2 separate regions of the Gasterosteus aculeatus genome follow, and region 2 is linked to region 1. Evidence: chromatin contacts called from public Hi-C data. All regions are on one chromosome and are shown on one strand. The core of a region is the stretch at or near the end of the contact, and the rest is flanking DNA. Distances in the headings are between cores, read along the strand shown. Region 1 holds the start of igfbp5b (insulin-like growth factor binding protein 5b). Region 2 has its middle 22 kb from the start of LOC144388724.

Region 1 (5,940 bases), core at 1,408-3,907:
TCCATCTATGGGGAGACTTAAACCACAAAAATACCTGCCCACACAAATGCATACACAAACACACACACACACCCACACACAAACGCACAAACACAGCTACATGCAGGCGAACACATGAGAGACTCATAGGCACGTCCTTTAACGTGCAATCAAACCTGAACATTTACAAGCCAAGTTGTGCAACGACACAAGTTTGAGCTTTTGGCACAAATGAGAGCTTGGCATGTTTGGCTGAAACAACAAAACAAAACAAATAATACAAGGAAACTCCTTGTTTTAGTTTAATGACAAAAAAAATACCACAGCGTGACTTCATCTAAAACAGACGTACTGAGGCTTCCTTCATCGCCAGCATGCAATGTGCCCGACTTTCACCTGTAGCTCCATTGTAAACCCGCCCGGGTCATTATCAGAGCAACAAACATATTTTCAACCACACATTAGTCCTTTTAAGTTGGATTGGGTCCTGCATGGACATACCTAAACAATTACTACATGTAGAATCTTTTACATCCTGAACTGGAACTTGTACTTGGGAGCACACTTCCCTTGTAATTTGTCATCCTCTTTCTCCATCCATCGTCTCGTGCCCAGCTCACATTTGGTGGGTGCACTGTTAATCCACGCCGCTTTACTGTCTTAATCCTGTTCATTATCGCTGCTCGGGCAGCTCAGATTTATGTCTTGGTTTGCTCTTGCCGGGTTTTACCGCTCATGTTGGTTTTGGAGGGAGCACTGACTTACACCACAGTGCTTCGCTCCGGAGCTGGCTGGTGAGAGGTTGAACCATCAAAGTTCACTCGGTGCAGTTTCTGCGGCTGCTGGATTAATTTGAGACCTCTTTTTTTTGGTTTTTCTTTTTTTTCTATGGATCTGTCGTTTTGTGTCAAGCTCTGAAAAAGAGGAAACGTCTGTCTGATCCAGATGTTTATGGTTGAATGCAAAAGTTGGGAAGTGATAAGCATGGATGAAGACGTGTAAGAGAAACCGGAGGAAAAGCCATGGAAATAAAAAATAAAAAAAGAGTCAAGATATGTAAACGGTGGTTCTGGAACCCTTCGACATCCTCTGTAAACCAATTTTTAAACAATCATGGCTGAATTGAAGTAAAGGAAACACTAAACATGTGCCACACTAATGCTGTGGTGAAAACAAATCACATTTCTGAGAGCTATTACAAAGACATTTTGAAACGCCCATTATAATGCAATTTCATGTAAGTGAGATTAAGCATTTATACGGTCACTAGTTCCATGTAGAACACTTTTGGTTTTGAATAAATACTTCAGTAGCTCTATTTATAGATCCATGTGTACCTTTGTAACAGCAACATGCCCTCTACACCGTGCTATTGCTGCTCTGACAGCATATTCATTGCGTCGATTCTTCGAGTTCCCAAGTCTACTGAGGTGGACATGTGAGTCGACTGCTGTGCACAGTTTATCATTGTTAACAGTGCCTTCTAGTGGTCAACTGCTAAACCAAGTTGAGAGTAAATCATCTCCCTGTGGAGGTACAAATGATAGCCGCGTTCAGGGAGTGGCCGCGTGGACGTGAATGGATGTGAGAAGGACAGGCAATATACAGCTTCCTGACACGACGCTATTACTTAAGGACGAAAATCTGCCCTGAAAGCAGCAGAGATGGAAATAACAGCCCTGGATGGGCTGATTTAGAGGGCATATGCGGTGCAGGCACGCAGAGCACACGCTGAAGCAATCAGGCATTATTCTGAATATAGGCTATAAAATAATAGGCCCGCTTGCATTTAACTTGTCAGGTTGATGCTTCAAATCTCGAAATCCTTTCCCCTCTTTTACTCTTGTTTGTCTTTCTTCTGGATCACATGACTCTCTCTCTCTCAGTGTGTGTGTGTGTGTGTGTGTGTGTGTGTGTGTGTGCGTGTGTGAGAGGGACAGAGACAGAGATGCTAGTGGATTTTGCTTCTGGCTACAATTACACGTAGGATGTCCAATGGAAGCAACAGGTGCAGACTAGGTGAGTTATGGTCCAGGGTAAGTGTCCCTGCGCGTGTCATCTCCACAGGAAAACCAACCGGAAGAAGAGATATAGAAAAGCTGTAGATGTATCAAAAATATATGGTACAAATAACTGCAAGTCTATGTTTGTGTCCTAACCTGTAAATAAGTGAATGATTCCATAGGAGACATTTGGTCTTTCTGGTGCTTTTGGAAAAAAACGTAAATGCAAAGCATCCTTTTAGATTTCCCTTTGATGCTTTTCCTTACTAAGTATATTCCTTTCAATCCATCATAATGGATGTATGGATGCATGACTCCACCAGAGTTACCAACAAATTATTTTTCACCAACCAGAAAGAATGATAAAGTAAAAAAAAATATTTCCCCAAAAATGGAAGTTAAAAATGTTTTTATTTTCACCAAATTGAAATATACATGTTATTTGTGATTTTTGTGTTATTTCTTACATTGTGGGCCCCTCTGCAAAGAGACTCTCTAATCATGGACGTTTTCCAAGATTACAAGAATCTTCTCAAAAACCGTATTGAAAAAAAAAAAGATACTTTTTTGATGTAGCTGCATGGATTATGTGCGCGGTACTATAAACGTCACCTCCTGCAGCGTGGAGCCCTCTAAACATGCGCCGTGGAGAGCGTGGAGCTGCAGCTGCAGACAGTGAAAGCCCGCAGGTCTCCCCGGTGCTGTGCGCGCTTGGATGAGGGCTGCCTTTGCTCTCTCCGCTGTTGCCTCTTGCTACTCGGCATCAGCTCAGCCTTCAGGGCGAGAGCAAGAAGTAGAAGCAGAAGAAAGAAGAAAAAAAAAAAAAAAAGAAGAAAAAAAAAAGTTTGGCCGCCTGCCAAGTCGTGGAACAAGTGCGCCTCCCTCCCTCGCTGTTTTGCATAGCATATTCAGTTAGGGGTTTGGGCTCGGCTGTTTTTAAAAGGCAAGGCAGCTCTCCAGTTGATCAGTCTGCTCAGGAAACTTCTGCTGGAGAAAGTACTGGAGCCCAAACTGAAGGGGAGAGAAGTTGAGGTTTTGTGCAAAGAATTTCTTTACGCTTGCAGAGGACATCTCTAAGGGGGAGAAAAAAATCACAAATATATATTTTTTTTCCAGTTGCAGTTGATTTGAACTGTTTTTGCAGGGTGCACGGCGCAGAGCCTCCGTTAATTAATGTGTTTTAAGCAAATAGCAACACTCTTGGATAAAGACTCCTGGCTTTAGCTTTAAAAAAAAAATCGGATTATCTGACTGAGGCATTGTGCTTAGACCAGTCTACTTTTGTTCCCCCTCCTCTTCGCATTTGAGGTTTATGCTTATAACTGAAGAGAACACCAACAATGTTTCTGAGTCTCTGCCTCTTGGTGACATTTATCTTGGGACTGTCCGGGTGCTTGGGCTCATACGTGCCGTGCGAGCCTTGTGACCAGAAGGCGCTGTCCATGTGCCCTCCGGTCCCGGTCGGCTGCCAGCTGGTCAAGGAGCCGGGCTGCGGCTGCTGCCTTACGTGCGCCCTATCCGAGGGACAGGCGTGCGGCGTGTACACCGGGACGTGCACCCAGGGCCTGCGCTGCTTGCCGAGGAGCGGCGAGGAGAAACCCCTGCACGCCCTTCTCCACGGCAGGGGAGTGTGCACCAACGAGAAAGGATACAAACCTGCCCACCCGCCCATAGGTAAGACGCGCACCGGCTGCCCGGGCTCAATGCATGCGTCGGGATCGACTTGGGAATGTGTGTTCGGCTGCCGGATGTAAATATAATATATATATAATATATATTTTTAAGCGTCGTTTAGATTGGGGACAGCAGTGCGTGATATATCTTGTCCCATGGGGGGTTCCACTGTGTGCTGCTGCGGGATTGCGCCCATAGCGGGAAATACACAAACAACTAGAATCGAGGTTACTTCACGATTATACCTATTTACCCCCCCACAGCAAGGTGAAATTACATGTATTTATGTCATACGTTTGCCAGATCCAGGAGGGGGTGGGGGGTCCTGGGTCTCCGGGTGGGGACTGTAGGAGAAGCGGTACCCGCTGCTCTCTGACGGAGCGCCTGTTTGACAGATGGTTTGAGGGGGCCGTCTGATTAACTTGTATCCACCGCCTCGATTAAACTGCCCCCCCCCCCCCCCTCTCCCCCCGAACCCACCTCCCCCCACCCCCCATGAGCTTAAAACACTCCTCCTTCCCCTCGTGACACGAACGCGCCGTCGGCCGAGCGCCCTGCGGGCTCTGCGTTCTGGGCTGGAGCGGCACCGTCGTGTTGAACGCTGGTCGCAGTCGCCGCACACACGCACGGCGACCAGGCTTTTTTTTCTCCTCTGCTGCGGTAACAACGCACATGATGCCCCCCCCCCGTCCCCGTCCCCGTCCCCAACCCCGCGGTTGGAGTCGTGTCTCCGGTGCGGGGACAGTGGGTGTCAAACTGCGGTGTATAGCGATGAGCAGCGCACTGCCTCCACAAAGATCCGGGCAGTTAAACAAAAAAAAAGCAGTTCCGTTTTATCTCTAAGGGACACTAAGGAGACACGTGACACAGTTCAGTTCGTCTCATTTCCACTCTTGTAACAAGTGTCTGTCCCACGCGCGCGCGCAGGAGCGCATCACGCTTTTCTACCTCTTTTCTATTCTTCTTCTGCCTTTTTGAATTATCATTCGCACCTTGACGTCAGACAAATCGGGAATAAGCAACAGGATTCCACTCCGCGACAAAACCCCAAAAAAAGAGAGAAAAAAAGCGCACGGCATCTTGTTAAAGCGGAATGCAGATCGATTTAGGGCTGCAAGCTGCCGCGAGCGTTGCGTTCAGAGTCGGATTACCGCTAAATCTGTATGCGTGACAGAGACTCAGAGAGAGAGAAAAAAAGGAAAAGTCACGGAGACAGTTAGACGAGGAGAAAGACAGCGCAGCCCTGAATGATTTAAGGCATTTCTTGCCGTGGCTGGGGGGACGGGAGGGGGGAGACGGGGGGGGGGGGGGGGCACTGTCGCTCGAGAGTTTTTAGCAGCCTGTCAACAACTAGGTGGTAACCACAAAGGGTTCGGCCGCACGCCTCATTCCATAAAACAGGCCGCCACCGGGGCTCATTTTGGGGCTGTTGACAAGAGTCATTAAGCCGCTCGCGCCCCAGAGCGCGGAACACCTCTCCACTTAATGACGTCACGGCCCGACGTGGTTTGTCCGCGCACGCCGCCGGTTTACTGAAACGCGCCCGAGAGAACCTCGCGCTCCACTGGGCGGAGGCGCAGCGGCTCTCGGGTCCCGCGGGTTCGCTCATCGCTTATCGGGGCGGGGCGGCGGCAGCGTGGGCGCGCATTGTCTGTGTGAATGATGACACCTCCGGCGGTTTCGTCTCGCTCTGCCTTCGAACACAAAGCACACGCACGCACGCACACAGACGCGGTTCCTGACTTCTTTATTGGCCCGCGGAGGTAAATCACAGCATCTTCTCTCTCTCTCTCTCTCTCTCTCTCTCTCTCTCTCTCTCTCTCTCTCTCTCTCTCTCGCTCTCTCTCTCTCTCTCTCTCTCTCTCTGGCCTCTGGCGCTGCATCCGCTGCATGGGCGCGCATTCACAACGCAGTGATTCAGCAGAATGTGATTCAACAGAATGTCTCTCTCTCTCTCTCTCTCTGTGTGGCCCGGTACTGGTCTGGTACTGGTGAGGTGAGCTTCTGGTTTCCTGTGGTGTGGGGTTGCAGCTGTCATTGTGCTGCTGAGCAAACCAAACACTAGGAGGAGGAGCTCAAGTGTCCGCAAGCCTACTAAATATTGACCTGGGGCAGCCTGAAAGTGGGAGAGGAGGAAGAGAGGAATATTTTGCCATCCTGCAGCCCTAACTCTCCCCTAACCCCTGGCCTTCTTTTTTTTTCTTCTTTTCTTTAAAGCTCATGTAGAAAAATGGACCCTGGCCGTTGCTCCGCGACTCACATTTAGCTGCCGCTGCGCTGCGCC
Region 2 (5,940 bases), core at 2,370-4,869, 160 kb before region 1:
CATGTTTAGAACCTCACTAACTACAAAGCTCTCCATACCCTTGCCCCCTCCTATTGTTCTGACCTTCTGCACCAACATGCACTGCCCCGCAGCCTTAAATGCATCAACGCCAACCCCCTCCTCCCTCTCATCTGGTCCAACCGCATAGGGCCTGGGGGGACAGGGCATCCTCCACAATATGACTTTGCTGATACACTGAATTTAACTACTGCACCACCCACTGGTCGATAGTTCTATTAAAATGTTTTCAAAAATATTGCCGGCCAATTTGGTTGGATATTTTGTGATGCCCAGACGATGACTCGTACTGGCTACGGCTTTACTTTTTCTTTACGCCAACATGTTCATAATTTGGATTTGTTTGGAATTTTCCATGAAATTTAGGACCAATCCCTGCAGTGGCCAAATAAATTGGTCCTGGCTGTTGGCGGTCCTCTGACTTCTCCTCTTGTGCAATTGTGAAGTTGAATTTGTGTTTTTGAGTGTGTCTCATTAAAACAGCATCTAATCTTTATATCCAATACTTTAAATTGATGACTAACTAGCTGTAAAACTGACATTACAAATCAACCTCCATCAATCAATTCATCCTAAAATGTATTCCTCCATGATCATATTCTCTAGTTATAGTGCAGGGTTTGTCAAAGAAACTACTTAACCTTTTGACGGCTCATAAGACATCATCTGTAAAGTTCCCTCCTTGAGTTCAAGTGCCAAATAAATTCAGTGTAACTAATGAAAGCATCATCCAGCATAATAAATGTTAAATATTTATCATTCACTTGTCTCTCCTGATTTGAATACTATAGTTTGATTCGGAAGGTGAGGAGAAGATATGGGCACATTGGTTTCCCAGCAGGAAAGCAAACACTGAACTTCTCATCTGGCCTCCAAAATATCAAGACTCTGATCGCCGCCTGGTCCGGTAGCTGAGTACAAACATGTCTCCAACCCTACGTTCCCCGGCATCCTCCACAGCCCTCCCTACTGCATGTCGATCATGCCTTAGAGCATATAAACCCCCTCCTCCGTATGCTGCGTATCCCAAATCGTTTATCACAGTTTTTACACTTATCAAGTTATTCATTAGCACATTCTTTCCATTGCCACAAACTGGGCAGGCTGCTGATGTTGTCTGAGTCCAAACTAGAAAACCTCCGGGCTCAAATTAAGGTCAATCCTGGTCGTGATGGCTCCAATATGACTGAATTCAACACGTATATGATAACGCATTGTGTACACTATAGCAGACGCATACATCACTGTGTTATGCATCTGTGGTTATTTATGTCCAGGACATAGTGAAACCCCAATGCTACATAGGAAGGGCAGCACAACGAGCCCATTGGGATTCCATAGCTCACTGGACCACTGTTTTCTCCCTGAGGATACCCTGCTAAAATAAACAGCCACTGCAGCAAGAAATGAAAACAATGAAATGACCGACAACTGACACAACATCAGCTTGTGTGTGTGTGTGTGTGTGTGTGTGTGTGTATCTGTGCAAGCGTGTGAGCGTGCTCGCTCACATATGTACGTCACTGATATCTCTGGGAAAGTGTTCTCTCGCTCAGGCCGGATCTGCGCTGGCAGATGCATTTGCCTGGTGGGACCGTGGGGACGTGTGCGTCTGTGTGTGTCTGTGTGTGAAGGGGTGGGCTGTAATCGTGGCAACTGTAAACAGTCACTGGTATTGAGTTCTTCCTTTTTCCCTATTTCGCAGTCTCCTTCCCGCGTTTGTTGCGTGCCAGTGCATGTGTCTGTCTGTGTCCGTCACCGCCTGTGAGTAATGTCCAGATCTATCCACTTAACAACAGTGTCTGTACGGGGTGCTTATGTCCTGTTACATTAGCTTGGATCACATCTGGGAAAAATAACAATAAGTCCTCTAACTTTAAACCAAATCTAAGCCAACAAATAATAAATAAGTTGGCTAATAACAAGTTGCAGTATGAAGCAAAGGTGGTCTAACATCAGGGCTTTGGGTGTGGAGGATAGACATGCTGCTTTCTTATATGATATGGCCTGTTGACAAAAATAATAGTTCAATAATAGAAAATAATTAAATTTTTGTTTTAGGATAATGTCCAATGGCTGATTGCCACACCTGTCCTTATGATTCCTATCATGAGTCGGAGGAGGAACGAGTCTGCCACTCACAGTGGAAGCTGGCGTCATTGTCACGTTTGCACTTGTGCTGTGAAAGAGGAGACCCTGACATGAACCCAAACCACTTGCTGGCTCAGCTTCTGACTCCCACCGCAGTAAAACAACAACTGATCCACTGAGTGTTTCATTAGGTTAACAAGCTCTATATCTTCCTTTTCGCTCCTTTTTATCCACTCTTAAAAAAAGGGAGATTTCCTCTAAAAATCTTTAGACAAAACTCAGCATGGAGTAGCGAAAAACAGGTCGCTGCTCCATGCAGCTACATACCGTACCACACTGTACAAAACGGTCATGTTTTAAGTTAACATTGTAGTAACATATCATATTGTTGTAGAGAGACACTGTAACCGTCAAAACCAAAAAACTGCAACATTATATTTCCAACAAGTTGTCTACATAGTTTCTGTGAAGAGGCAGAGGGTTAACTGGTTAAAATCCATTCAGCAGTAGTGAGAGAGGAGCCAGCGGAGGGATAATCAAGGCCCTGTTGCCAAAGGTCATATCGCAAAGCCCCATCTGCTCCCTGACCTTGACCCCTACGCCAAATCACCCTCAGCTGTGTGTATGTGAGTGTGTTAATACGTACATGTGTGACACTGGTGCTGCTACACTACCCCGAGGGCTTAAGGGGGGTTCAGGGGATGGAGAGGTGGCCACCTTTGACCTTTCTCCATTTCTGTGGACTCTCAGTGTCACAGCCACAGCTGCAGCAACCAGCAGGTGTGGCGACTCATTTTCAGCTCGGAGCTGCAACTCCCAAAAACCGCAGAACCATTGAGTTTGAGGCCCAGAGATTTTGATGCTCTCTTTGCTCGAAAACGCTGCTAGATAATAATAAGAGTTGTACTATATCCTATAAATGGTCAAAATAAATACTATATATGTCCTCACTAATATATATAGATATGTAAGCATACATGACCAATAAAACTGAATGTGATACTGATTATGATTCACATGCGATAAAAATGAAATAAAGATACAACATATATTTTAACTTAACTGCAGGAATGTAAATTGTGAACAGATTTGATTTCAGCCTGTGAGAATGACCCAATAACTTGAACTGTGTCCAGGAAACACAGCGTCACCAGCAGCACAACACCCATAATTAAAAGAATTGCTCATATTGATGCATGCACTGAAGCATCCATTCTGAGTGCTCTACTGGCAGCTGGTGGGGGCAGTCCGCCCTCATGGCGGTCTTGTGGGGGCTAGAGGGAAACATCTCCAAACTGTGAATTGTGTGTATGTGCATTCTTTCAAGCCTTCAACATCTACTGTAGGAGCCAAAAGACATACTTTTCAAATGGACAAGTAGCCCCCACACACACATACGCACAAGTGTAAATCTGCCTTTGCCAGGCTGTTTGTGTTCATGTGGGGCAGATGGGCGAGCGCTGTGCCAGGCCTTGGTAGGGGGCCGTGGCGTGACCAGAGTAGCAGTCTGGGCCGTGGGCTACAGCCTCACAAGCACAGCAGCCTGGCAGGCAGCGCTGGCTCTTGGCTGACCTCTGCCTCCATCAGGCTGCCCTCACTCACTCACCTCATTAGCTTGACAGGAGCAACCAAACAAATTGAGGGCATCATAGAGCTCACAGCACTTCCATGGGAACCCCGCCCCTCCCAGCCCCCCCCCCGACCCCCTCTCTTCTTTTAGTCATTTTGGTATATGTGCTGTCCACAAACACACACCCACGTGTAAACACCGATTTCTACTTAATGGGGTGGCAGAGGTCGTGTTTGAACAAACAGAAGAGGATATCTGTAGAGTGTGTGTAGGGCATGCACAAGTTTCCCCAAGCAGAAGCACATCCAAACACACACATATTTAACTGCATCCAGGATTGTAAATTGAAGCCAGGTAGTAGATGAGATCATGCAAAGTCTCTATTAAAAAAAAAAATCAACCTTTCATGAAAAGTCCTCATTAATTTAGGTTGGGTGCAATTGTAACATCATGCAGGACTCCAATCTTTGGCAGAACAAGTGAAACACACCCTAAACGTTACTGTGAGGAACTCATCATTTGTTAGGTATTAGCCTCAATTTCATACTAATGGCCATAAATAACCTACAGAAGTATGTGAGACAGGGAGACTTTTCTTCAGCTTAGCAGGGTTCTTCAGATGCAATCAGCACCATACCCACATCTGGTGACATCAACAACTTCAACCTGCAGAGGCTGTCAGATCGTGCTGCAATATAATGGGAGGTTTTCTAAAAAGACTCTGGGACACTACTGCCTTTGTCCACAGGGGCCGCCAAATGTTATGTCCGCTTTAAAGCAGGGATGCTCAGTTTTTTGACTCACAAGCTACTTGTCAATCAACCAAGTCATAGCGATCTACCCTCCTCATGAAGTTGTTACACCTTTGCCAATTTGTTAAATTGCCTTGCAAATAAATGCTTTGCTATTTGTTAAAATCCAAATCCTTTCATGTAATGATTTTTCACATGTAATTTCTATTAGCTCACACAAACACTTCAACCATTTGTTCTTGGCCCGGCTCCTCCGTCACATTTTACAACCCATTGTGGCCGTGAGTCAAAAAGTTTGCCGACCTGCTATAGACCTGTCCTAGGAGGGACATCTAATGGACAACCAAGTACTGCAAACTAGACTATTATGCAGCTGTAGACACAACACAGGGGGTCCCTGGGCCTGAAAGGGAAGAAAAGGAGTTTAATATGGCTATTAAATGTGACTAAAACTAGACTAAAACAATTACATTTTAGTCTAGTTTTTGTCAACGAAACTAGGCTAAAACTAAGAAGGAGTAAAATGACTAAATGTGACTAAAACTAATATGCATTTTTCGTCTAAAGACTAAGACTAAATCAAAAATAGCTGCCAAAATTTTTGAATTAAATGAAATTTGTCCGTTAGTAATCAAGGATCACTTATTAGCACTACCAAGCTTTCCGTTAACTCCCGCGGTCGAGCGTGCATGCATGGTGCAACGGAAGGAGCTCTACTGCACTGCCTTGTTGATTGACCGGTCATTCACAATCGGCGTATTGGGCACCCTGGCTTTAAAGGAACCCCATTGCTGTGCGATGAGCTCTACTTATTGGTGTACGTTCCATCCCGTTGCACCTTTTGAATTGTGATCCCATTATGCAATCTACCACAAAGTGAAGAAGAGATTTCAACTTGAATCAAAGATTTCAAATATATATATATATATAAATCCGAAAATATTAAATCTGCAACCGAAAAATATAATACCAAATATCAAAAAATATATATAAGTGAAGAATGAAATATTTCATTAAGAAAAATAAAGACCTCAGTCAAAACTACCCAAACACTCTTCATCCACTTATTTTTATTTTGAATTCATTGTGATATTTTTCATGTTTCATTGCATGTTCAAGACCAAAATTCTGTAGCAACTGGAAATCTATACCTCGACACATTCCGTATTCGCAATGGTGACACTAGTGAAGTGTGACATTTTACCGACGTAGTTCCAAGCTGGCTCAACTGTTATTAGAGCGCAGAGGGTAAAGGGGCGGGACATAGCAGGGGTTAATTGTTCTTCCTTTTCCGTTATGCTGCGAACGTTGGGGAAGCAGCACTGCCGTCAAACAACGGGCTTGGCAATGTGTGGCATTTGAGAAGTGAGCCAGATCTGGAGGTGAATTAAGTCACAGGTGGTGTTAAAGGGGTGGTAAAGAGACGGCAGCCAGAAGGGAGGCAGAAAGATGGACGTGTTCCGGTACTTTACAGCCAAGAGAGAGAAGAGCTATCGAGGCGATGGACGA

What was found. Hi-C and Micro-C count contacts between places; a contact is called where the count stands out from the background.
Region 2: a contact with region 1 is called in a Hi-C map of skeletal muscle, with 2.7 times the contacts expected there. The contact joins the enhancer-like site here to the promoter of igfbp5b in region 1. A contact is called at or near these places in 3 of 6 Hi-C or Micro-C datasets (liver and skeletal muscle).

What each region holds. Positions count from the first base shown.
Region 1 is chr16:6,350,978-6,356,917 of fGasAcu3.hap1.1, reverse strand. igfbp5b (insulin-like growth factor binding protein 5b) reads left to right here and starts at 2,657. Exons shown (of 4, transcript XM_040201921.2): 1 at 2,657-3,656. The coding sequence starts at 3,323.
Region 2 is chr16:6,515,155-6,521,094 of fGasAcu3.hap1.1, reverse strand. No RefSeq gene overlaps it. Among protein-coding and RNA genes, the nearest start is that of LOC144388724, 22 kb to the left of the region's middle. Within about 2 kb of position 3,619, at least 2 of the 9 cell types and tissues checked have open chromatin away from gene starts, as enhancers often do. A contact at or near this core is called in liver, where this site is marked.